Regions from separate parts of the Mus musculus genome. Here regions 1, 2, 4, 5, 6 and 7 are each linked to region 3. The links are chromatin contacts, called in public Hi-C, HiChIP or PLAC-seq and promoter capture Hi-C maps. All regions are on one chromosome and are shown on one strand. The core of a region is the stretch at or near the end of the contact, and the rest is flanking DNA. Distances in the headings are between cores, read along the strand shown. Region 1 holds the start of Usp10 (ubiquitin specific peptidase 10). Region 2 holds the start of Cotl1 (coactosin-like 1 (Dictyostelium)). Region 3 holds the start of Map1lc3b (microtubule-associated protein 1 light chain 3 beta). Region 4 holds the start of Meak7 (MTOR associated protein, eak-7 homolog). Region 5 holds the start of Zdhhc7 (zinc finger, DHHC domain containing 7). Region 6 holds the start of A330074K22Rik (RIKEN cDNA A330074K22 gene). Region 7 holds the start of Fanca (Fanconi anemia, complementation group A).

Region 1 (3,089 bases), core at 182-2,681, 1.7 Mb before region 3:
GAGACCTGCCTGCCTCTGTTTCAGCCATCTGAGATTAAAGGTGTGTGCAATCAAGAGGGCCAAAAGAAAATTCTCAGGAGAAAGAAACCATTGAACCAACTCGTAGAGTTTTGCTTTGCTTTGCTTTGTTTGCTTTGTGGAGCCAGAGTTCGGAGTATGAAGCGTAGCCCTGTACTAGGGAAGTAGGGGCGGGAGATACAGGAGTTTCAGTTCATCCTTGGCTGCTAGAAAGTTTGAAGCCAATGTGCATGGGGCGCACGCCTTTAATCCCAGCCCTTGGGAGGCAGAGGCAGGCAGATTTCTGAGTTCGAGACCAGCCTAGTCTGCCAAGTGAGTTTCAGGACAGCTGGGGCTTTACAGGGAAACCCTGTCTTGAAAAACGAAAGAAAGAAAGAAAGAAAGAAAGAAAGAAAGAAAGAAAGAAAGAAAGAAAGAAAGAAAGGAAGGAAGGAAGGAAGGAAGGAAGGAAGGAAGGAAGGAAGGAAGGAAGGAAGAGAAAGAGAGAAAGTAAGTTTGAAGCCAGTGCGCATGGTGGTGCCCACCTTTAATCCCAGCATTTGGGAGGCAGAGGCAGGTGCATTTCTTAGTTTTAGGCCAGCCTGGTCTACAAAGTGAGTTCCAGGACAGCCAGGGCTACACAGAGAAACCCTGTCTTGAAAAACCAAAAAAAAAAAAAAAAAAAAAAGAAAAGAAAGTTTGAAGCCAATTTTTGCTACATGTGTAGCACAGCAAAGAAAAACAAAACCAAGACACCTGAGGGCAACTCTCTGGAGCAGCTGTGCCCACACTTGAACATTATCCTTTTCCTTCTTGTCTCTAGATCCTAAACTCAGTCCTACCCGTGTACCCTCTCTCACCTCTACTTAATAAACTTGCCAACTTTGCCCCACAGGGGCTTGTCATAAAATTCTTTCCTGGCCCGGCAGTGGTGTACACCTTTAATCCCTAATCCCTGCACGCTGGAAGCAGAGATAGGCAGATCTCAGAACTCAAGGCCGGCCTGGTCTACAGCTGGGAGTAGGAGGTTTAGTAAGGTTTTTTGTTTGTTTTTATTATTATTATTGCCTATATGGCTGAGTCAAGAACTTTCCCGTGTGTATACACTTGCGTGTGTGCAATAACTAACACCTACTGAGTCTCTACCCTTTGCAGAATGTGCTAAGTCATCAACATGACTATCCACCCCCCACCCCGAGACAGAGCTACCTTACGTAGCTGTGTGTGACCTGGAACTTGCTATGTAGACTGGTCTGCAATTCATAGATGATCGTCCTACCTCTGCAGTCTATATACTGAGCTCACAGGAGTACAATTCCTGGATTAACGAGTTCTTTCTAAAATTGTTTATTTTGCGTGTGCCCCTTTGTATGTCAGAAGACAGTCTGTAGTTGGTTTTCCCCTGGCGTCATGTGGATCCAGAGAATGGAACTCATTTGGTCCTCAAGGGTACAGGAGGCAGGGCTCCGTTACCCGCTGAGTCATCTCACTAGCTCCTTCAACGTTTACTTTTATGTTTTACAAAGAAAAAAAAAATCTTTTTTTCCCCAATGCCAGGTAAAACAAGCTAGTGAAGAGAATGAAGAGTGAAGGAATGAATGAATGAACGAACGGTCAGAAGAGCGCGCTCCATAGGGTAAGGGATCCTTGGAGATCTCCAGCGGAGATCCCAGGGCGGAGCTCAGGCGGACCCAGCGCAGTAACCACTCCGGAACTCCACCTTGCAGCCCCAGGGTGCCTGGCCAGCTCCATCCTCACGCCCTCGCCTGGAGCAGCCGCCCTCGGCGCGCTGGGGACAGAAGGGTCGCCGGCCCGGGGCGCACGCCCACCTGTCGCGCGCAGGCGCAGAACGCCGCCTGGCTCTCCCGCGGCGCAGTCAGTGCGCAGGCGCGGCGGCCGCTGCGAGTGTGTCTGTGCGGCGAGAAGATGGCGGCGACGGGAGACGCGGCGTGAGAAGCCGGAGCAGCACCGAACCTCATTGAGACGGGCCGCCATGGCCCTCCACAACCCACAGGTAGCGCGGGCCGTGTCTGGGCTGGGAGGTCTGGGCCACGGGACGGCCTCGGGGCGACGATCGCGAGGTGCGCGGCGGGCGAGCGGTGGGGGAGGCGCCGGCACGCTGCCGGCCTAGGCCCGCGCCGCGCCCCTCAGTGCCGCGCTTCCCCGGCTTCGGAGGCCGCCCGAATCTCCCCGAGAGCGCCCGAGCCGCCCCGAGAGTGTCCGAGCCGCCCCGAGAACGCCCGAGGCCGCAGGGAAGGCCTCCGCGTGCCCGGCCCGCAGCCGCCGAGTCCCGGGCGACGCTCTGGCCCAGCGCCGCCGGGGACCTGGCCCCTGGCCTCGGGAATTCTATTGCAAAGAAAACCGGGAAGCGCCGGGGCGGCATACTCCGGTTTGCCCGAGACTGACACCTTTTGCACGGTGTCCGAGCCCGGGCTGGGTCGGGGCCCGGCAGGCCGGATTGCCTGCTGTGTTTTCTGTGCCCGGAGCTGCTCCTGCAGCCCCTCTCCTAAGATGCACTTAGGACGAGTGAGAAGTCAGCACGTGGTGCCGCTTCTCCGGGCTGCGACTCTCGGGAAACTAAGAAGTAAAATTGCCTTTTTGAGGATGGTAGGTGGATGTATGTACAAGGCAGGTGAGGTCGGTCTGGTGAGGCCACCTTTGAAGAACGATCGTCTTTTTATTTGATCTTTCTCTTGGTCCACGATCGCCTCTAACTTAAGTTTTTTTTTTTCCCTATCTCAGCCTGGTGCGTTGCAGGCAAGAGCCACCATGTGCTTTTGAAAGGTTTTAGTAACTGTTGCAATATGGGATTTAAACCTCGAAACTGTTTTTAATAAAAGGTTAGATCCTAGGAGAAACTTCCGTTCTCTTAAGTATGTGGTGTTTCATAGATCAAATCTGAACTTTGCCTGTTTGACCTTTCCCCTCATCTGTAAATGCTTTTGTATTTGGTGTGCTTTTTTTTTTTTCAATAGGCAGACGATTCGTATTTGTTGAATAATATTTTGACAAGTGGTTTTTTTTTTTTTTTAAGTTTTAGACAGGTCTTCATTATGCAGCTGTGGTTGGCTTGCGATTAAGGCAACTGCCTA
Region 2 (3,534 bases), core at 37-2,536, 1.7 Mb before region 3:
ACGGGAGCTGTGGCCATTCAGGCCCTGTGTTCTTTCATGGTCCACATGTCCCAGGGAAGCTTAACACACACAAACCTTAGGGTTCCCTGGGATGCTTTTAGTAAGGTCACACATCTGCTTGATTCCTCCACACCAAACCATGGAGCAATCTCAGCTCTCCATGCCCCACCCCAGCCAGTGGCCATTCGCTCCAAAGGAAACTGGCCGCTGGGACCTCGCAAGTCAGCTTCTCTTTATCCAGGCCTGGTATAGCAACATCGGATACACATTCTTGGTGCGTGTTTCTGTACTCTTCAAATTAAAGGCTTGTACAGAAGCAGATAGGGACAAAGATGGAAGGGAGAAAGGAGGGTGGGGCCCTGGGTTCTGCCTTTAGCTTGCAGCCCCCAGGGGCTTCGGCGTTTATTGTTCACTGACCAATCAGAGAGGGTGGAGTTTGAACTGCCCCTTCTGACCTGGAAACCCAGTGGACCACAGGGTGCGGGAGCGGAAGAAGCCGACTGACACTACCGGGGGAGGAATCTCCTCGGGTCACTTGATGGTGATGTCCACAGGGGTTGGGGGCAGGGTGGGGGAGGGATACACTCGGGACTTTGGAAAGCTCAGATCAGAGCTTTGCATGGCTGTGCACACCCACCCTACCAGTACTAGACGCTTGGGGCAAGAGGATGGCCAGTTGGAGGTCACCCTGGATATATAGTGAGCCCCTATCTCCAAAAACACAAAGACAAAACCAAAACAAACAAACAAACAAAGCCCCAGCCCAGATCTGCTGCTGCTTGGACGCCCAGCAGCTCGCTGCCCAGGGTGCCCACCCTCTTTCAAAAGGTCTCATGAGGGTCGCCCTACCTGTGCACTGCTGGATGAAGTGCTGGTAATCTGCTCCCTGATCGCCGGGGACAATGGTGGCGCCGTCGTATCTGAAAGTCACCCTTTGGGTTGGAGGAAGAAAAGAAACATAGGTGAGCGGCGGCGGCGAGCGGCACGAAGCAGGTCACTACTGGCTTCCCCGGCCCCGCGGCGTTGCTCACCAGATGACCGCCGAGCCGTCGTCCCGCACTAAGTTGTACGCCGCGCGACACGCCTCCTTGTCGATCTTCGTGGCCATGGCCGCCGCGAGGACACTGCCGGAACCAGTGAACGCGTCCCTGATCCGCTACGAGAGTCGAGCGGGCTCCGAGAGTGGGCAGGGGAGGTGGCCGCTCGCAACAGCAAGCTAAGGTCCTCGGAGAGAGGCCCGCGGTTACTGCAGAGCCAGAGCGCGCGCGGGGACTCCACTCCCGTGAAAGCCACGCCCCTTCGCTCCCATTGGTCAGGCGAGGCGGGGGCGGGGCGTCTCGCACATCCGGCGGCCAATCCCAGTCTGTGCGGATTGCGCAACTCCGCGGAGGGCTGGAGGGGGGCCCTTCCTCCTCGTCTTCCCTTCCTCCGCCTTCTTCCCTCCCCACTCCGTGGGCCCCAGCCCCTCGCTTCTTCCACCACCTTCTGTGTTCTCCGATCTCGCTCTCCTTCCTCCTTCCCTCTCTCCTTCCCTCCATTCCTCTCCTTCCCTTACGCCGTTGTTCTCCTCTTCTTTCAGCCTCTACCTTGTTCGCCTTCTCATCTCTCCTATTTATCCCACCCCAAGCCCCTTTTCCCTCCTCCCTAAGGCCTCCTTCCTCCTTCTCCTCTGCATCTTCCCTCGAATCTTCTTATTCTCTCTTCCTCCCTCGTTCCCTCTACCAGTGAGCTGGGCTGCAGAGCTCTCCACCCCTCCCCCTCCTTCAGAAGAATAACTTAAGTCAGCACTCAGATGAGCCAGGCTGGCCAAGGCTGGCGCCCCTAACCCAGTGTTTGTTTGCTCTTTGGATTTGGAAAGGGAAGAAGTGGAAAGAAGGAAGCATTTCATTTGGAAAGAGAATCACTGTTGACTTTGTAGCCTGGCTATCTGCAGTCACGTGGGGTGCTGGGGCGGGATGGGGCGGCATCCTTAACCCCCTTACTGGGTCATTCATTCACTACTCCTCTACCATCTGTCCTACCGGCAGGTGAAAGGCTGGCCCTGGAGGCCCAGCTCTAGAACTGCTTGTAATTCTCAGCCCCGAGCCATAGGGCAAGCTCTGAAACCTTATCAAGAGGACTGCTCTCTCCCCGTGGTAAGACGAGCCTCAGGGAGCCTCAGCAGGTGCCTTCAGCCTTAACTGAAATGATGTACAGAAACCAGGGCGGGCATCAAAAGAGGTCACTGTTGGTTTGCTATTGACTAAAACGGATCATAGACAGAAACTGAAAAGATCTGGAACATGTATAAGGGATAGGAAAACCCTTAGGCCTGAAGGTGTGGCCCAAAGAGCCAGCATCTGTGAGGTCCCAGGTTCTCTCTCTCAGTACCTCACCTTAAAAAAAAAAAAGAAAAAGTCTTGACACAGTACCTCACCAGGCAGCTCAGAACTCAAGAGGTTAAAAAAGAAGGGTTATACATTGACAACCAGGCTGGGCTGCATACTGGTTTCCAGGCCTGCCTGGGCTACAAAATAAGACCCTGTCTCAGATTAGGAGAGATGGTTTATCCTCTGCTAGAGGACTTTAGATTCTTTCTCAGTACCCATGTCTGTAATTACAGCTCCAGGGGAATCTGATGTCCTCCTCTAACCTCTGTAGGCATCTGCACACGCACACACACACACACACACACACACACACACACATGCATACACACACACTACAATCTTTAATACACACATATAACCACACTCTTTTATACATGCACACATACACACACATGTGTACACATACACATGCATACACACACACCCCACATACATATATTCGAATAAATAAGAAGCATAGTGATAGACACCCATTATCCTAGTACTTGGGAGCTGTCTGCAAGAGAATCAAGAAATTCAGGGTCATCCTGAGATGCATAGATAACTGAAGCCAGCCTGTGCTACATGAAATTATCTCAATACAAACTACACACACACACACACACACAATTGGGGCAAAGCTGCCAAGAAAAAAATACTACTTTCCTCAAAATGAAAAAAAAAAAAAAAACAAACAAAAACAAAACCCCATGAAAACTTTTTTCCACTCAAATCGCAAAGACATGTGTGACCGGCCAGGTTCAGTGGCTATCTGTGTGTGTCCCTCCCTTATGACCTTGTGAAGCAGAGGACCTCAGATGCTTTTCACCTTGTCTTGTCTTGTCAGTCAGGGTCTCTCACTGGCCTGGAGCTTACCAAGTCTGGCAGGCCATTCAACCCCAGGGCTGCAACTGCTCTCCAACCTCCCCAGTGCAGGGATTATAATAAGCAGAGCCACTGTGTGGCATTATTTCTTAAATGTGAGTTCAGGGGTTCAGATCAGGACCTCATGCTTCCATGGCAAACACCTTGATGATTAGGTTATTTTCCCCTTCGTGTGTGTGTGTGTGTGTGTGTGTGTGTGTGTGTGTGTTTTGTTTTTGTGTTTGTTTGTTTGTTTGTTTGTTTTTTGAGAAAGGGTCTCATGTAGCCCAAGCAGGCTTCCAATTTACTATGAAGCAGAGAA
Region 3 (3,088 bases), core at 444-2,943:
TTCAAGACAGGGTTTCTCTGGCAGCCAGTGTTCTTAACCACCGGACCATCTCACCAGTCCCATGCGTGCCACCCTTCTTCTCCTTGTGAGACAGGTTCTCACAATGTAGGAATTTGTTGTGTAGAACAGGCTATTTCAGACTCACAGAAACCAGACTGCATCTCCCTTCTGGACACTGAGATAAAGGCCTAGGCACCGAGTCCCACTTGGCCTTGAACTTCTGATAAGCCTGCTTCAGTCTCCAGTGTGCTAGGATGACATGCCTTGGGACACCAGATCTGGCTTCCATTTTGACTTTTAGCCTGGTCTCTTGCACCTCAGACCAGAAGCTTCATACAAAACAACAAAGTTCGGGCAATTAACAATGCAAAGCAAGCAAACAAAGGAAAGTAACCAGCCCTCAGGATTTCACTCCATAATGTGTTTTCAGCTTTTCCCGGTCACAGAGATGTAGAAGATCCCTTGGACAAACAGCACTTGAAGAAGGTTATTTCCATTTAAAGGAGGAAGTCTGGGCTGTAGGGATAGTACAGTGTCAGGTGGTAGGTCTGCAGGGTCACAAGGCTGGCTCAGATGTGGCATCACTGGGGGTGGGATGGGGGTGAGGTGGCTGCTCCACACTCTAGACCTGTCTGTCACCTGCTCCTACAAACTGAAGATAGGAAGTAGCTTGAGGCCCAGAGAAAGTGCTAAACCGTGGCTGACTGACCATTGGCCTGGCCTGAGGAGACTGAAACCTGTCCTAGCCTGTAATCAGGCCCAGGCTCAGCAGGAGTCAAAGTGAGGACATGCCTGTGATAAAGCCACCCTGGGGTCACCTGAGGTAGAAGGATCTGTCTGAGAAGGGACAGCTGAGATAAAGCTCTTGGGACAGAACTGTGCTCTGTGGCTTTCCAAGGTGGATCCTGTCGGGATCAGGCCTCTGCTGCAGTTCCTGGACACAGTCTGATTGCTCACCAACCAAAAAAATCTAAAAAAACAAAAAACGTGATAGGTGGTAGTAAGGAAATGAGGGCACACATGGGCTAGCACCCTGGAAAGATAGGTGAGCCATGCCCCTCAAATTCCATGCTCAGCAAGCTCAGACACATAAAAGGGCTTTTATGGGAAGAGAGAGTGGACAGGTTGCACAGCAGGTGTTGTCATCGTCTTTCTTTTTGCTGGAACAAGTCATTGATCTTGCCCTCCAGTGACAAGTCTGTAGTCCCTAAGACCTTGCTTCTCTGCGACTTCGACTTAGGAGTAAATACTTGTGTTTATGGCAGCACAAGACTCGCAGGGGAAGAGCCACAAGATCAGATCCAACCATAAGTCTCCAGACGTCTCCATAATCGTAAAGATTTAGCAGGCAAGACCACAAGTCAGTTTTTTGTTATTTGGGTTGGGGGTGGGTAGAATTTAGGAATATCAAATACAGCGGCAAGGGAGCGGACATTGGACCACCAGCTGGATCATGCAAGGACTGAAGGGGAATGAAGTCTGCAGGACTCCATCGCACCAGCGCCCGACCCACGCAGACAGTTAACAGATGCTCGCCCAGCGTGTGCCCAGCGAGCGCCCAGCGTAGCTGGCGTAGGCGCAGGCGCATGGCTTGGGCGCGTGCACGCTTGCGCGCCGCCGAGCTTCCGCCACGCCTGTCATGGCCGCTCTCGGGGGCCGCCCTCGGCCCCACCCTCGGTGACGCGCCGCGAGTCACCTGACTCGGCTGCGGACTGAGACACACACAAGGGAAGTGATCGTCGCCGGAGTCAGATCGTCTGGCTCGGGACCCCCGCGCGCCATGCCGTCCGAGAAGACCTTCAAGCAGCGCCGGAGCTTTGGTGAGCCCCGCGGGCCCGGGGATGGGAGATCCGGGTGCCGGGAGCGCTGAATGCCCGGACGCCGGTGGTGTCTTGCGGGGCCGAGACCCGGCGGGGCCCGGAGCGACGCAGCCAGTGGGATATTGGTCTCGGGGGGGTTCGGTCTCCGGGGTAGCTCGGGTGCTCAGCGTCGCCTTGGCCGTCGGTCGCCGATGGGCTCGGCGTCCCCTGCGGGACTGGAGGCCCGACCCCGGTGGCGTAGGGTACCGCAGGCTCTGCGCGCTTGGCTGTGTCCTTCGTGGGCCCCAGGTCCGGGCGCCCCGCAAGCCTCGGAGCAGCACCCAGCCGCCTTTGCACCCGAAGTCGTCTTGGGCATATGTGTGTGTGTGGAGGGGGGGGTGGCCTTTGTCTCATAACGGAAACTTAACAGCTGTTTTGTTTTGTTTGCTTGTACTGATCTTAAGTTATTCTGGAACAGCCCTCAAGAAAGGAGTGTGGGTTGGGGAAAATGAGCCGTGCACAAACATTAGCTCTGACGCGGGTCCCCAGAGTGGCCGGGGGTAATCTCTCCGAAGCTCCATCTGGCTTGCGATTGTTTTTCTCTAGATTGCCTTCCCTCTCTCCCTAACCCAGCTATTCTGAAGAAAGCGCGGGCATCCGATTGCTGCGGCTTTCCTTTGCTTTTTGACTTTATTGGACCTAAACTGGTGGGCACTGACAGTTGAGAGGTTCCCCACACAGATGTTCAAAGCGGCCCCTTTGAGGAGGCCAGGACCGGTCTTGCTCCTTTCCAGTGAGTTTGGAGGGATTTAGGTTGGAGCTCTAGAGTTTCCACTATCCAGACTGCGGGAATGTTTACAAGGTGGATGGATTTAGGTAGGGCTCACCCCAAACCGACCCTTTGTAGCTGAAGCACCTGGGTGGGGCTTAGGGCGGTGAAGCTCAGGGTCCGCCTAGTGGCAGAGTCCCATTAGCTTTCTGTTATAAATTCTTACACTTCCAGTAAGCAGCGATCATCCCCAGTGCTGTAAGGAAGGAGACTGGCAGCCAGGAGGCCCGTGTAGGCTTGCAGATTCTTAGAAGGACGCGCCCAATTTCCCAAGTTTAGAACTGATCACGTGATTTCAGGCTTCTCAAGTGGTTCCACTGAGTTTTTCTGGGGTGATCCAGTGTTTGCTTCCCCACCCCCAAAACGGTCCTAAACTCCAGGTTACTGGGTGTGTATCCGCAGGAAAGCTTGTTTGCTCAGCCTAAATAAATAGCCCCGGGGAGAATTCCCATCCCTGTGA
Region 4 (3,337 bases), core at 736-3,235, 1.8 Mb before region 3:
TCTCTGCTTCCTGACTGTGGGTGCAGTGTGACCAGCTGCCTCACGCTCCTACTTCCATCCTTTCCCCTCTGGGATAAGCTGTACCCTCAAACTGTGAGCCAAAAATCAATCTTTTCCCTCTGAAATAGCTTCTGTTAGGTGTTTGGTCACAGTGACAGAAAAGGTAGATGCCATCCTCTCCTTCCATTTTGTGGGTTTCCTAGTGCTAATTCACGACCAGGTCCTAAGTAGCCCCCAAGGGCTTAAATCCACCCTGACCCCACGAGATCCCCATGGTCAGCACTACCTGCCCCACTATGCACGAACCACCCCTGCACAGTGATGCCAGCTGCATACCCCACGGCCTGCTAGTACTAAGCCACAGCAGTGGAGGGGGCAGAGATTGATTGAGAAAGTAAATGCTAAACACCAAGCCTTGAATGGTAAACAAGCCAGGGGCAGTACAGGACAGGACCAGATGCCAGGACAGAGCCAGAGCTTGGCTGCTCTGTGAGGAAGGCAGGGGGAGGGGAAGGGCAGGTTTGGAGCCCACAGCTCAGGGAGGACTGGGGAGAGACCTTGAGAATATGGCTCTTCACCCTGTACCAGCCCAGCCGCTACAGCTGGAAGGCCGCCTGTCTCCACACAGCTGCAGCAAGAATGATTCTCGGGGGGGCCCATGCTCTCCCTTTAGGCTGCAAGCTCTGTCATGGGGCCAGCAATCTGTCAGCTTCCCGGAGAAAGGTCTTGCATGTGTCAGGGGCAGGTTCTGTCCTCCATGGGGACACCTTGGTCCATGGGGTAGCTTTCCCCTGGCAACTATGTCCACCTTTCTTAGGTGAAGACATCTTTCAGTGACTGTAAGGTCACTTGTAGCAGTGAGTATCAGCCTTGTGACCCAAAAGAGACACTTGCCAAGGATCAAAGCCATTTTTCTTATCAGAAAGCGGGGGTGGGGGGGTGGGGGGGATGTGGAGAGACCCTTTAAAGGTCACCCACAGCCCTGACCATTCTCCACACAGGGCCTATGAGCTCTACAGTCTCAATCCATACACAGGTGGCCATTCCAGACAGTTTTTGTATAACAATGGGCTTTCCCACCTGGGCACAATCAAGGGGAAGCCTTTGCCCGACCAGATCCAAGTCTCCTGAACCCACCAGTGAGCTTCCTTGAACATTCCAGTCTCCGCAACAGTCTATCCTCAACACTCTACTGCCCCTAATAGCTAAACACGTCCTTCCTCCTCCCCCCAACCAGGTGATCCATTTCGGGAGGGGGCCCTCTCCCCAACAGTGAAGTCCCATCACCAAGTCACTAACCCATGGTCTTAAAAGGAGTTTAGCTTGCCGTGCTTTAATAAGCTTGGGTGAATCGTTTAACATCGCCACCTGGTTCTGCTTTCCAGAAACCAAAGACAAACACAGATGGACCCTGGAGAATAAAAAGGGCTCCTTGTGTCACGAAGAATGTGGCGAGCCAGCTCTTTGCAGCCCCAAGCTCCTGGTGGCAGGCTGGAGTGTGCCTCGGACAATTTCCCATGGGGCCTCCAAGAGATCGTGACACACTGTCTGGTTCCTGGGGTCAACACCCCATCAGAACAGCCACACCAAGCCCATGTCCAAGTCCTGGAGCCTACTGGGTCTGCAGCTGGCAGCCCTCCATCTGTCCCAGCCCCCCTCAGGAGTGCAGGCCAGGGCACCTTCCTCGCCTCCCCCTAAATTGGTTTTGAGCTTGCCTCTGAAGGAACTCTATTGGGTTCGTCTCGGAAAACAAGGCAGGCCCACGGATCCCTTCAGAGCCCAGCTTCACCCCATCCCAGGCACTCTCTGCTTCTCTGACAGTAGCCTGAGACAGTAGCTTCCTTGGGGGCTGCTCAGGCCACCCCGAAGGTCTTCCTTCCTTCCTTGAGCTATGCCCAGCCTCGCCCGGGCTCCCTCCCTCCGGCTCACCAGCCTTGGTCTACAGGGACCGAGCTCCTTCCGGTACGTCCTGGGCAGCAAGGTTGCCCGGGTCGCCCAGCCCTTTCCCTAGCAACGGCGCTGACGGACGGTCATGAGCACCAATTGGAAAAGGGCTACTGAGAGGTGGAGCCCGAGTCAGATCTTAACCAATGGGATTGTAGTTCACGGGGAGTGGGCGGAGCCTGGGATCGAAGAACTGAGCCTGTAACAGCGGAACACTTGGGGATGGTTGACAGTTGCTCAGGTTCTGCAAAGGCTGAAGGAGAACTTGGGCTTTAGGAGGTGCTAGGAAGCTGCTGAAGGGCTGGAAGCGGATCAGGGGGTTTAAATGCAGGGAGCGGATAGAAGGGAGCAATGTGGGAGGCTGGGAACAGGGGCACTGTGAACAGAAGGCCTGAGCTGGGACTCGCCCCCCAGAACTAGGGTGGAAAATCTGACCTCCTTACCTCCTGAAGTCCATTGCGTTAGCCAATAGAGCACTTGACACACAGAAGCAGATGCCGGCCGGTCTTGTCCCCAGGAGTGGGATAGCTTGCTATCAGCCCTACCGGGCCTTTTCTGGTGTCGGAGACAGACACAACAGAGGTAGGTCCCAGAATTCTCAGCAGAGACGAACCCACTGTCGCTGCCTGCAAACCCCACCGTCCGAGTGGCACAGAGGAACTCCTCCCAACCCCCCAAAGTAACAGAAGCTGCTGTCTGAAATTGTAGCTGGAAAAATGACACCAGAGGCCGGAGAGGTGGCAGAGTCCTTAAGAACACTTGCTGCTCTAACAGAGGACACAGGTGAACCCACACTTCAGCTCAGGCCTGCTTGTAACTCCAGTTCCAGGGGATCCGACGCCCTCTTCTGGCCTCCAGAGACATTGCACACACGGTGCACATAAAGCAAAACACCACACATTATTATTAGTATTATTAGTATTATTATTTAATTATTGTGACACCAGCCCGGCTGAGTGTAGTGGCATACACCTGTAATCTCAGCACTTCAAGAGGCTTAGACAGGGGCATTGCTGCAAGTTTGTGGCCAGCCTGGTCTACACAGTGAGTTCCAGGCCAGCCTGGGATACAGAGAGTGGAAGTTTTGAAAAGGCGAGTAGAAGAGAGACAGCAAAAGAAAACGGGCAGCTAGCTCCCCCTAGTGGATTGAAGTCACATGTCCACCAGAAGCCATCTGCCTTTCGCTCAGCCAAGCTCCACCTAGCGTTTGTTCCCAACATTCCACGGCCATCTTAACACCAAGACACCTTGAATTGACTTGATCCCCCACCACCACCCTCCTATGAGCCCCTAGGAAAACGACCAGTCAGTGGGCAGAGCCTCGAGCTGAAGTTGGGCTACAAGGGCCATCATGGAGGAGTGAGGCTGAGGCAGCCAGGACAGCCTTTGAGTC
Region 5 (3,283 bases), core at 781-3,280, 1.5 Mb before region 3:
CCTCTAGTAAATCATTACGTGTCACTGCTCGGCAGGTACCGAAGCTAGGAAGCTCTGGGGTGATGAAAAACCACTTCCAATGCACCCAAGAGGTCCCTTTTGTAGGGACTGACTTCGTCTCCTTTCCGCAGGTGAAGAAAGAGCAATCATACTGTCTTATATCACTGACACTCAAGTGAGAAAGTAATAATTTCAATGAGAGTACACAATCTTGCCTGTCCTTTCACTTCACATACACTTCTGAACTGAGGACCACCCCATTAGCTTGGGTCCTTTCCCATCTTGTTTTGCTTTGCTTGGGGTAGGTCCGAACTTTCAATCCTCTCACCTCTACCTCTTGGATGCTGGGGCTATACCTGCCTTCTCTTCCATTCTTAAAAAGGGCTTGATTTTAAGGCATGATGAGCAGCAAAGCCACAGAGTTCTAATTTGTTTGTTTGTTGTTGTTGTTTTGAGACATGGTTTCTCTGTGTTGCCCTCACTGTCCTGGAACTCACTCTGTAGAACAGGCTGGCCTTGAACTCAGAAATCCTCCTGTCTCTGCCTCCCAAATGCTGGGATTAAAGGTGTGCACCCATTACATCCAGCTTAGAGTTTTATTTTTAAGTATATCAACCGACCAAGCGCCCAGACACTCAAGAGTCAAGTGCTGTTGAACAAATTCTGAGTGAAATTATCTCTTCACTTTTTCCCACTCTCAGCCCAGAAGCCAGTAACTCCTTACCAGTAACTCCACAGAGTACACAACACAGTTTCAACACCCCCAACCTGTCTATTTTGTGCAACGTTCAAAAAATGAAATTAACACTCCCATTAGCCCATTTTGTAAAATACCTCCAAGAACCTTTCTCTTTAACCACTTCTGCAGGGGCAAGTATCACAAGGTATCTTTTTTTGTTGTTGTTTCTAAATGTAGCATGAATTAAGTGAAAGTTATAAACAACTTTGGAAAGATCAGAGTGGTGTGCTGGGCAGATTTACCAAGAAATATAAATGACCTCTCTCCCAAGGCAGTAAAATAAACACAAGTGTACTCCCTCACTAAGGGGACTGATTGCAAAGCAGACTGTAGCTTGGATTTGGACAGCGCCACACACACCAGTGAAAGCCGCTACAGTGCAGACTGCTGCAACTATGACTACTCCAATTTAATTGCCACAATAAACTGGCTGTTCACGAGCTAATAAAATGTGCCTATTTAATAGCTAGAAGGGACTTAGTTCTAGAAATAATGACAGCTCAATAGAGTTGAACCTTATTGCCCTGAAAGCTGACCCGATTATCCCAGATGCCCTTCCGGGTAACTACCCTCCTAACACCATGGCCAGGGGCAGGGGGGAAGAGAAGGGAGACCGGCAAAGAACAGAAGAGTCCCGCTAAAGAGAGACAACAGAGGCCTTGGGAAGACAGACCTGCGACGAAGCATGACCATAAAAAAACTTGACAGCTCGCAGACCGGTGACAGCACTTTATGACAGCCACCCTGACGTTAGCTCTGGAGCGCCCAAGGTCAGGCAAAAGGCTGCAGGTGCAAATGGGGCTCGATCCTGCGGGGTCCGCAGAGGAGACTGGAGAGCCCCCGAGGGGACCGCAGCGCGGAGGCGGCGGGGAGCCGCCCGGGGTCGCGGCCGCCGCTCTCCCCGCACTCACCCGAGGCCCGGGCGGGGTCGCCCAGTGCTGAGGCTCCTGGTGGCCGGCGGCTGCAACGGCGCGGGCGGCGACGCATCATGCGGCAGCGCTCATGGCCGGGCCGGGTGGACCCGGATCCGGCTCGGTTCCGCGCTGCTCGGGCCGGCCGGGCCGGTGGGCGAGAGGCAGCAGCCCCAGCAGAAGCGGGAGCCCGACGCCGAACTGGCACAGCCGAGCCGAACGACCCCGGAACTGGACCAGGCCGAGGTCAAGACGCTGCGCCTGCGTCCTTCCGGTCGCGCCGCCCGGGGCTTCCGGGAGGCGGATCGCGGGGAGGCTCTGGCGATTTCATCCAAGACCGGGCTTCCAAGAACTCGGCGGTTCTTGGAGGAGAGGCAGCAGCATCTACGGCAAGACTACTAAACGGAGATCCCCCGGGAAGGGTGGCCCGGAAGAGAAATCAGTGCCTACGGGGCGCCGCGAGGGCCACGCCGCGTTGCCGTTCGAGAGCACTCGATAAGGCTTCCCGCCGCACCATACATAGATGAAGTTTGTGGCGACTCCGATTCTCTTTTTAAGGATGTCGGTGCCAGGTGGAGGAGGGAGAACTACGGAGATGAAGGATAGAGGCGCGGGGGTGGAAGCAACTGAGCCAGAGGGCGTTTGGGAGCCCGAGGCAGCGCCCTGGACCGGAGATGGGACTCCTGGGTCCAGGCTTGCACACCTCCATGCCCAGGTCGCTGGAGCGTCGCTGCGACCCCTTCCTGATGACCGGCCAGAGTTTTGCGGAGGTAGAAACGAGTGTTTTTATAACCTTCACCCGTCCCCTGCCTCTTGAGTCCCCTGACAGACTTAGCACAATTTGTCCAGGGCAGAGAAGTGTTTGGTAGTTAAACTGGCAAACGCAAGGTGTGCTGTGATACTAAAAAGGGCTATAATGACAGCTCCGGGATCTAGCCCATTGGGGTACGCACGCCATCTTCGCTGGGTTTCCTGTCCCCGCGCCCAGAAACTGCTATTCGAGCCAGATTTTTGGAAATAAGGGTGCATTAGATTAACTGCTCCAAAATTACAGCTTTTAAGTTTAGGCATGGAAGTGCACGCCTAAGTCCCAGCACTCAGGAGGCTGAGGCAGGAGGATTCGGAGTTCGAGACCACTCTAGACTATATAGTAATGCCATCTTGAAAAAAAAAAAAGCATCTTTTGGGTTTGAAAAATTATGGTTACATCTTTTTAATCTTATTTAATTCTTTCTTTAATTCTTATGTCTGTGGGTGTTCTGCCCGCATATATATATCTGTGTACCACGTGCATGCTCGAGGAGGGCATTTAGATACCCTGGAACTGGCGTAAGCAGTTTTGAGTTGGCTTATGGGTGCTAAGAAACCAAACCTAGGTTTTCTGGAAGGACCACCTCTAAGCAGACTCGCAGGCTCTGTAGCCCCTTTTGTGGTTACGTCTTGTGCATCCATATACTCACTATGGTACCAACCTTTCAGGTGCCTCTTGTTTGGCCTGCCCTAGGTAGCTATTTCCTCAGGATGGAAAGCGGGGCTCAGGACACCCATAAGACCCGGGAGGTCTTGTGGATCATGTAAGGAGTACACTGTTGCTGGTTAGAGGAGACTTTCTGGAGCCTTGCAGGCTGTGTCA
Region 6 (3,223 bases), core at 16-2,515, 1.4 Mb before region 3:
ATCCTCTGCCATGTTGACACCCCACCCCAGTTGATTCTGGAGCTCTGGAATGTTAGGGATTCCCAAGAGGCCCTTCCTCCTGCTCATTTGGAGGGGGGGGGGAGCAGCCTTATTTACATGTCAGCTCACCAAGTGGTGGCAGTGGTGGTGGTGGGGCTCCTGCCTTTGGGGTTCAGGCACCATCTCCAGCTGGCAGGGTAGACAGCTGGAAGCTTCTGGAAAGTAACTGCTCACAGTTTTGAAGCTTTGAGGGCTCCTTTTACAGATGGGAGACGATTGCTTAGTGACCCAGCCTGAGCCAAAGGGCACCATCTGTGTGTGTGTGTGTCATACATGTGTGTGCCTGTGTGCCTAGGAGGCGCCAAGGACAGTCTCCAGCAGCTTCTGGGTGACAGGGGCCAGATGTCTGCCTGGGGAGGCCACATACTCCTAGCAGAACCCTGCTGCCTGGGTCTGAATCCTGCCTGGCCTCTTGAGTCATAAAATGAGGGGCATCCCACACTTGCTTCTTGTGGGGAAGTAACTAAGAGGCATGTAACAGCTCTGAACTTGGCCTGCAAAGGGTTTGTCTCTGCATTAAATAACTACAATGTATCTGCATACAATACACTAAGTCCTGGATATCTGTGGTCTCAGCAGGAACACTTTAACAAGAAGGAAAAGGGCACAGAGAGGTTGAGTCCTTAGTCCCAGGACACACAGTACCCTTCTTACCTCTACCCCTAGGGTGATCTGGTGGGCCCTGTCCAGTCAGAGGGAGGGGGAGAGGGGAGATAGGCTGGGAGGACTTTGTCTCCAGGGTGATGCAGGAGACAACTCCTCTTTCCTCTGTCTTCAAAACTAGGGCACTGGGCTTAGAAAGGTGACCCCCAACCCTGGGCTGCTGAAGGGCCAGGACCTCCCCAGATCTTGGAGGGGGGTTACCCTTCCCAAGCCTCCCTAGACACCCATCGTCCTCACCTGGCACTAGCGCGTCCGGCTTGACCTTTTCTTAAAGATCAGCGGCAGCGGCTGATGGGTTTCGTGGGTCCCAAAGGAGACCCTTCAGACAGCCCGAGCCACGGGCTGCAGAGCCCCTAATTGGAGCAATGAATCACCGCGGGCTCCTGCTGGACACAGAATAGACAGAGGAGCTGGGGCCTATTGTGCCATAGTTTGGGACACAGGGGGGTGAGGGGGTAGGAGAGGGTGGGGAGAGAGGAGGAGGGGGTGGAGGAGGGGGTTGGGGAAGAGAAGAGGTCAGGGGAGGAGGAATCGAGAGGAGAGGATGAGTCAGAGGAGGAGGGGCGGAGAGAGGTAAGAAGAGGAGGAGGATTAGAAGGAGGAGGAGGAGGTAGGGGAGGAGAGGAGGGAGAGGAGGATTAGGAGAAGGAGGAGTCCGAGTCAGGGGAGGAGGAGCCTGGGAAGAGGCGGGCAGCAGGGCGGCGCGAGGGAAGGCTTCTCCGCCTCCGCCTCCCTCCCGCGCCCTCCGCCCCGCGCCGCCCCGCCTCCCTCCTCCCCAATTAAATGACCCGACGCTCGGGCCGGCGCCGGAGCTCGCACATGCGGCCGCCGCAGCCGCCCGGGGCCCGTCGCCACCGTCGCCACCGCCGCGTTCCGGGCGCGCTCTCCGGCGCCGCCTGGGCCCGCGCCGCCACCCGCCGGGACTCGGCAGCCCCGGGCACCGCCGCGGAGACCCTCGGTGCGCCCCGGGCCGCGTGCGCGCCGCCGCGCGCCAAACTTTGCGAGTTGGGCGCGGGGCCTCGGTGCGCGCGGCCCGAGCAGCGGCAGCCGCGGGGCGCGCGGAGGCGGACGCGGCGGCCGGGCCATGAGCGGCCGGGCGGCGCCGCTCTCCCGTAAGCAGCGGCTCATGGCAGCGGCGGGCGCGGCCCTGTCGTGCTTCATCTGCGGCGGCGGCATCGCGCGCGGCAAGGAGCTGAAGCTGCCGGTGAGGCCGGCGGGCCCCGCGCAGCCCTTCTTCCCGTTCCTGCAGCAGCAGGAGCCGGCGCCCGGCGCGCGCGGGCTGAGCGCGACCGATGGCTGCGTGCTGGTGTGCGCCGTGTGCCGCTGCTTCCTGGCCGAGCAGTGGGCCGCCTTCGAGCGCGCGCGCACGCCCGTGGACAAGCGCGTGTACTGGCTCAAGAGGCCGCATCAGTGCGACGCGAGCGCGGCTGGCCGGCGCGGGGCCCGCGAGTGGAACACCGAGGACGCGCGCGACTCGGAGCTGTCGGAGCTGTCGGACGCCGACGCGCTGCCCGAACCGGAGCCCGAGCCCGAGCCCGAGCCCGAGCCGGAGCCGGAGCCTGAGCCCGAGGATGCGCACGACTCCAGCAAGTCCGGAGCCCGGCGCCGGCGCACGGGGCCAGGGGCGCACTGGGCTCCGGAGCCGCGAGCCAGCGTGCTGAGGGGCATCCAGGAACCCTGGCCCGGCCCCGCTGCGCCCGACGGCACGGACGGCGCCGCCTCCAGCCGGCCCGCGGCGCCCCCAGAGCGCAGTAGCACCCCCGAGGGCAACGACGTCGCCGGGAGCCTCGGGGACGAAGGGCTGGAGCGGCCTCCCCGGATACCCGCGGACAGCCAGGCCCGCTGTTGCTACGTCTGTGGCTCGGCGCTGTCACCGGCCTCGCAGCAGCAGATCCACGTGCAGAAGCAGGAGACTCCCGCCCAGGCGCCCTTCTTCCCCTTCCTGTGGCTACATAGCCCCCCGCCCGGCGCCCAGCCCATCACTGAGGCGGGCAGCACCCTCGTGTGTCCCTGCTGCTTCTCGTCCCTCACACACCAGTGGCAGAGCTTTGAGCTAGCCAACGTGCCGGTCTTGCAGCGGCTCTACGTGGTGCCCCTGAACAGCCACGCCCCCGGCATGGCCTCCAAGGCCCGGAGACTCCCTAGGGAAGAGGTTCCCGCCCCCACCGCGGGGCTACTGCGGGAAGCCTGCTACCTCTGTGGGGAGGACTGTACACGGGATGCCCGGGCTGTGCCCTCCCGCCTTGTCAACGGCAACTCTGGGGGCTCCATGCACTTCCCCTTCCTTAGCCTCCTGCCCTGCCCACCCAACGCTCGGCCCCCCAACAAGCGCTGCGAGGTTCGCAGCTGCCCCAAGTGCTTCAGCGTCTTGGAGGACGTCTGGGCCCTGTACCGGGCATCGCACAACCGTGAGCTCATCAGCTCTGTGCAAGGCTTCCTGGGCAGGTACCACCAAGCCTTCTCTGCCTCGGACCCTACCCTGAGCGAACTGCCCGCTTCT
Region 7 (3,197 bases), core at 239-2,738, 1.7 Mb after region 3:
GAGCATTTTAAACCATGTGAAAATGCCTGTGCTTAATTGTCATATTTAAAAGTGAGAATTAAATTGTCTGTATGCCATTCTGAACTGTGTTTCAAAATGACAACATGGAATTAGAGCAGCAAAGGCCTAATTGGTTCTCTTTGGTGGATTATGAAAGATTTCAATCACCCTCATGTTTCTATATATGCGTTTTCTGTCACAGTCTGTGTTTGCTGCAAAGAAACAATGTTTATCTTAATATTTAGAACAATTCCAGTGTCTGCAGTGAATGTTTCAGTCAAAGTGTCTCCAAGAGAGGGCTGTCCATCCAATTTGGGTGCAGCGCATGTCAACAAACGGTAAAGTCGGCTTCTGGGACAAAAAGCATCCCTTTGTCAGCAGTGAATTCCTCCACCCCACACCCACACAGGTTACAAACACTGCTCTCTTCCCCTGGGTGTTTCTCTGGAACACCGCTGAGCCATCTCTCCAGCCCCCAGAATTTCTATTGCTGTAATAAAAACACCATGACCAAAAGCAACTCGGGATGCTTCTTTCAGCTTACAACTTGTACTCCATCTTGCTGGGTGTGGTGGTGCACGCCTTTAATCCCAGCACTTGGGAGAGAGAGGCAGGCGGATCTCTGAGTTCGAGGCCAGCCTGGTCTACAGAGTGAGTTCCAGGACAGCCAGGATTACACAGAGAAAAACAAACAAACAAACAAAAACCAGATTGTACAGGAATCAACCCTCCAGCCCCTCGAGTACTTTTCCCAGAAGGAATTTATTAAAGCCTTTCATGAATTATTAAATGTACTACCCAACTACTTTCATCTCCAAAGACATAAAATATAAAATACACTCAGCTCTCCTCCCACCTGGTTTGCCGGCACCAGTTACTCGCCAAGTACTCAGGCTTAGAAGGACATTAAAAAGATTATGATCTGGCTTGGCTCCGAACATCCAACCTGCTCAGCCAGGACAACTTCCTCTTACCTCTAGCAAAAGGTCATGCATATTTTGATGGTATCTCAGGAGTTTCAGAGCAGAATCCTTTAATTTCTGTTCCCTTTCAGGATCATATTTTTGCTTTTTGACTCTGCCCGCTAAAGATATTTTAAAAAGAAAAAAAAATTGCTCAGAAAATTATAGTGCAACGTACACAGGGTGACACGCTGCGCGGAGGTCCAGAGAGAAGCTGTCCAAGTCTGGACAGTCACCTAGCGCTTGCAGCAAGCGGCAGGACCAGGAAGCCTGGGGCCCATGGCCCTAAGAGGACCAGCGCGGCCCAGGACGGCTGACTCGCGGGCAGGGCTGAGCCACGCTGGGATCTGAACCCGGACCCCGAAGAATGGAGGGACCGCACTGGCGCTGGTTGGGGGTCAGAAGGCAGAAATGGCAAGACCTACCCAGCAGCTCGGTCCAAGTTTTTCGGAGGCCCCGGGGCCCACCACCCATGGCAGCACCCCTAGCCGGCGAGCCCGGCATAGCGTCTGGAACACCGGCTCTGCAGCCCGCGCTGCCTTCCGATTGGCCGCGGCCAGGCGCTGGCGCTCATTGGCTAGGAGCATGCTTGACCACACCCCCGAGGGCGGACCCTTGCTCTGTGGCCCTCTTCCTCTTGGTTGTAGTACTTGTCCCGGAGTCTGGCTGCGTTCGGGTGGCAGAGAAGGCAGTATGGTGGCAGCCTTGGTGCAATACACCTGCGCCTGACAACTTAGAGGGAAAGTGGCGCAGAATTGCTAATGGCCCAGAGCTTGGCCTGGGGAGATCACGTGACAAACTGGACCCAGGTTTTCGGTAAAAAAAAAAAGCACTTTTACCTGCTTTGTTCAAAACTACACAGGATCGATCCGAGTACTCTGCTGTGCTTATTTGACTCTGAGGGAAAATTGACCAAAGGAGTTCTGGTGCTGGGGTGTGACTTTCAAGGGTTGAAATTAGAGTTGCTATCACTCCCCGCTAAGCGCTCAAAGTACTTAGGAAGGAAAAACAGCCACAAAAACGCTGTCATTCTTGTTTCTTCCTTTTTTAAATCCACCTTACGTGCGGGGCGGTGCTGTAATCTCAGCATTCCGAAGGCAGAGGCAGGTGGATCTCGGTGAGTTGGAGGCCAGCCTGATCTACCGAGCGAGTTCCAGGACAGCCAGGGCTACACAGAGAAACCCCGACTCTAACAAACAAACAAGCAAACTGAAGGAGGGCATTATGTGCACTGCAGCCACTGTCCTTGATTTTCAGCATTACCCCAGGTGTGTGCACACGCAGACACTAGTGGAAGACAGGACACTAGAGACAGGCTTGAACCGGCCATAGTAGCCAGGTTGTGATTAAAATTCACCCAGCCTGGAATCAGTCAGCAGCTGGAGGAGCCATTATCAGAGCCAGAGCAGAGCAGACAAAGATTGACCGAAGTTTCCCAGGAATCAGGCTTATCTGCCTCCATGACCTGGAGGTGCTACGGTCACACTGGGAGCCAAAAAGTCACTTTACCCATCAAAGAGAACACTTAAAGATATAAAACTGAAGAGAACCAATTTTTTTTTAATGTATTTCTACAAAATTTCATCACTATGGCCAGGACTCGTCCCAGTTCAGGATCAAATGTGTCTGGCAGCCCCACGTTGCCTCTAGCATCAGAAGTGCCCTCAGAGAGGAGCATCAGAGAGCTGCTCTGCCTATTAGAAGATGTGGCTCAAGGCTGGCTCAGTGGTTAAGAGCACCGACTGCTCTTCCGAAGGTCATGAGTTCAAATCCCACCAACCACATGGTGGCTCACAATCATCCATAACGAAATCTGATGCCCTCTCCTGGAGTGTCTTCAGACAGCTACAGTGTACTTACATATAATAAATAAGTAAATCTCAAAAAAAAATGGCTGTACTTCCATCATTGCCCACAAGGTGGACCCCCTCCAACACAAGCCCTCCCCACCCACACTGTTCCTCCCCTGCTACCCTGTTGTTGTTGTTGTTGTTGTTGTTGTTATTTTGAATGAGTAGGTTGGTGAACTCAGAGATACACTACCTCTACTGACTGAGAGCTGGGATTAAAGACACGTACCACCACTACCTGGCAAAAAAGGGCCATTTTCCTCCATATGAAAAAGGAAATCTAGCCGGGCGTGGTGGCCAGAGAAACCCTGTCTCGAAAAACCAAAAAAAAAGAAAGAAAGAAAAAGAAAAAGATAATCTGCTCAGCCAGCCTATGAGGACAAAA

The links. Promoter capture Hi-C pulls out the DNA fragments that hold promoters and counts their contacts. A called contact is a pair of places that touch in the nucleus more often than the background predicts. HiChIP or PLAC-seq counts read pairs in DNA pulled down with a chosen protein or histone mark. Capture Hi-C pulls out chosen DNA fragments and counts their contacts.
Region 1: a FOXA1 HiChIP or PLAC-seq map of pancreatic cancer cells shows a contact between it and region 3. The contact joins the promoter of Usp10 here to the promoter of Map1lc3b in region 3. A contact is called at or near these places in 2 of 39 promoter capture datasets (liver and pre-B cells) and 1 of 115 datasets of contacts at active chromatin or transcription factors (pancreatic cancer cells).
Region 2: a contact with region 3 is called in an HNF4G HiChIP or PLAC-seq map of pancreatic cancer cells. The contact joins the promoter of Cotl1 here to the promoter of Map1lc3b in region 3. A contact is called at or near these places in 1 of 39 promoter capture datasets (stem cell-derived epiblast-like cells) and 1 of 115 datasets of contacts at active chromatin or transcription factors (pancreatic cancer cells).
Region 4: a contact with region 3 is called in a promoter capture Hi-C map of adipose tissue, with 3 times the contacts expected there. The contact joins the promoter of Meak7 here to the promoter of Map1lc3b in region 3. A contact is called at or near these places in 1 of 39 promoter capture datasets (pre-B cells), 1 of 484 Hi-C or Micro-C datasets (CD8 T cells) and 1 of 9 other capture datasets (adipose tissue).
Region 5: a promoter capture Hi-C map of pre-B cells shows a contact between it and region 3, with 3 times the contacts expected there. The contact joins the promoter of Zdhhc7 here to the promoter of Map1lc3b in region 3. A contact is called at or near these places in 3 of 39 promoter capture datasets (hippocampal neurons, liver and pre-B cells), 5 of 484 Hi-C or Micro-C datasets (CD4 T cells, CD8 T cells and regulatory T cells), 3 of 115 datasets of contacts at active chromatin or transcription factors (extraembryonic endoderm stem cells, large pre-B cells and pancreatic cancer cells) and 2 of 9 other capture datasets (adipose tissue and liver).
Region 6: a contact with region 3 is called in a promoter capture Hi-C map of pre-B cells, with 4 times the contacts expected there. The contact joins the promoter of A330074K22Rik here to the promoter of Map1lc3b in region 3. A contact is called at or near these places in 4 of 39 promoter capture datasets (hippocampal neurons, liver, pre-B cells and 1 more) and 2 of 115 datasets of contacts at active chromatin or transcription factors (embryonic stem cells and pancreatic cancer cells).
Region 7: a contact with region 3 is called in a Hi-C map of B cells, with 7 read pairs. The contact joins the promoter of Fanca here to the promoter of Map1lc3b in region 3. A contact is called at or near these places in 2 of 39 promoter capture datasets (embryonic stem cells and pre-B cells) and 1 of 484 Hi-C or Micro-C datasets (B cells).

Annotation. Positions count from the first base shown.
Region 1 is chr8:119,908,929-119,912,017 of GRCm38.p6, forward strand. Usp10 (ubiquitin specific peptidase 10) reads left to right here and starts at 1,432. Exons shown (of 14, transcript NM_009462.2): 1 at 1,432-2,011. The coding sequence starts at 1,991.
Region 2 is chr8:119,839,293-119,842,826 of GRCm38.p6, forward strand. Cotl1 (coactosin-like 1 (Dictyostelium)) reads right to left here and starts at 1,287. Exons shown (of 4, transcript NM_028071.3): 1 at 1,032-1,287; 2 at 850-932. The coding sequence starts at 1,108.
Region 3 is chr8:121,588,745-121,591,832 of GRCm38.p6, forward strand. It overlaps Map1lc3b (microtubule-associated protein 1 light chain 3 beta), which reads left to right and starts at 1,694. Exons shown (of 4, transcript NM_026160.5): 1 at 1,694-1,820. The coding sequence starts at 1,781.
Region 4 is chr8:119,776,431-119,779,767 of GRCm38.p6, forward strand. Meak7 (MTOR associated protein, eak-7 homolog) reads right to left here and starts at 1,986. Exons shown (of 8, transcript NM_028883.2): 1 at 1,930-1,986.
Region 5 is chr8:120,099,442-120,102,724 of GRCm38.p6, forward strand. It overlaps Zdhhc7 (zinc finger, DHHC domain containing 7), which reads right to left and starts at 2,031. Exons shown (of 8, transcript NM_133967.3): 1 at 1,651-2,031.
Region 6 is chr8:120,226,965-120,230,187 of GRCm38.p6, forward strand. It overlaps A330074K22Rik (RIKEN cDNA A330074K22 gene), which reads right to left and starts at 1,266. Exons shown (of 3, transcript NR_110496.1): 1 at 961-1,266. It also overlaps a transcript of Gse1 not described here.
Region 7 is chr8:123,317,088-123,320,284 of GRCm38.p6, forward strand. It overlaps Fanca (Fanconi anemia, complementation group A), which reads right to left and starts at 1,489. Exons shown (of 43, transcript NM_016925.3): 1 at 1,388-1,489; 2 at 975-1,084. The coding sequence starts at 1,466.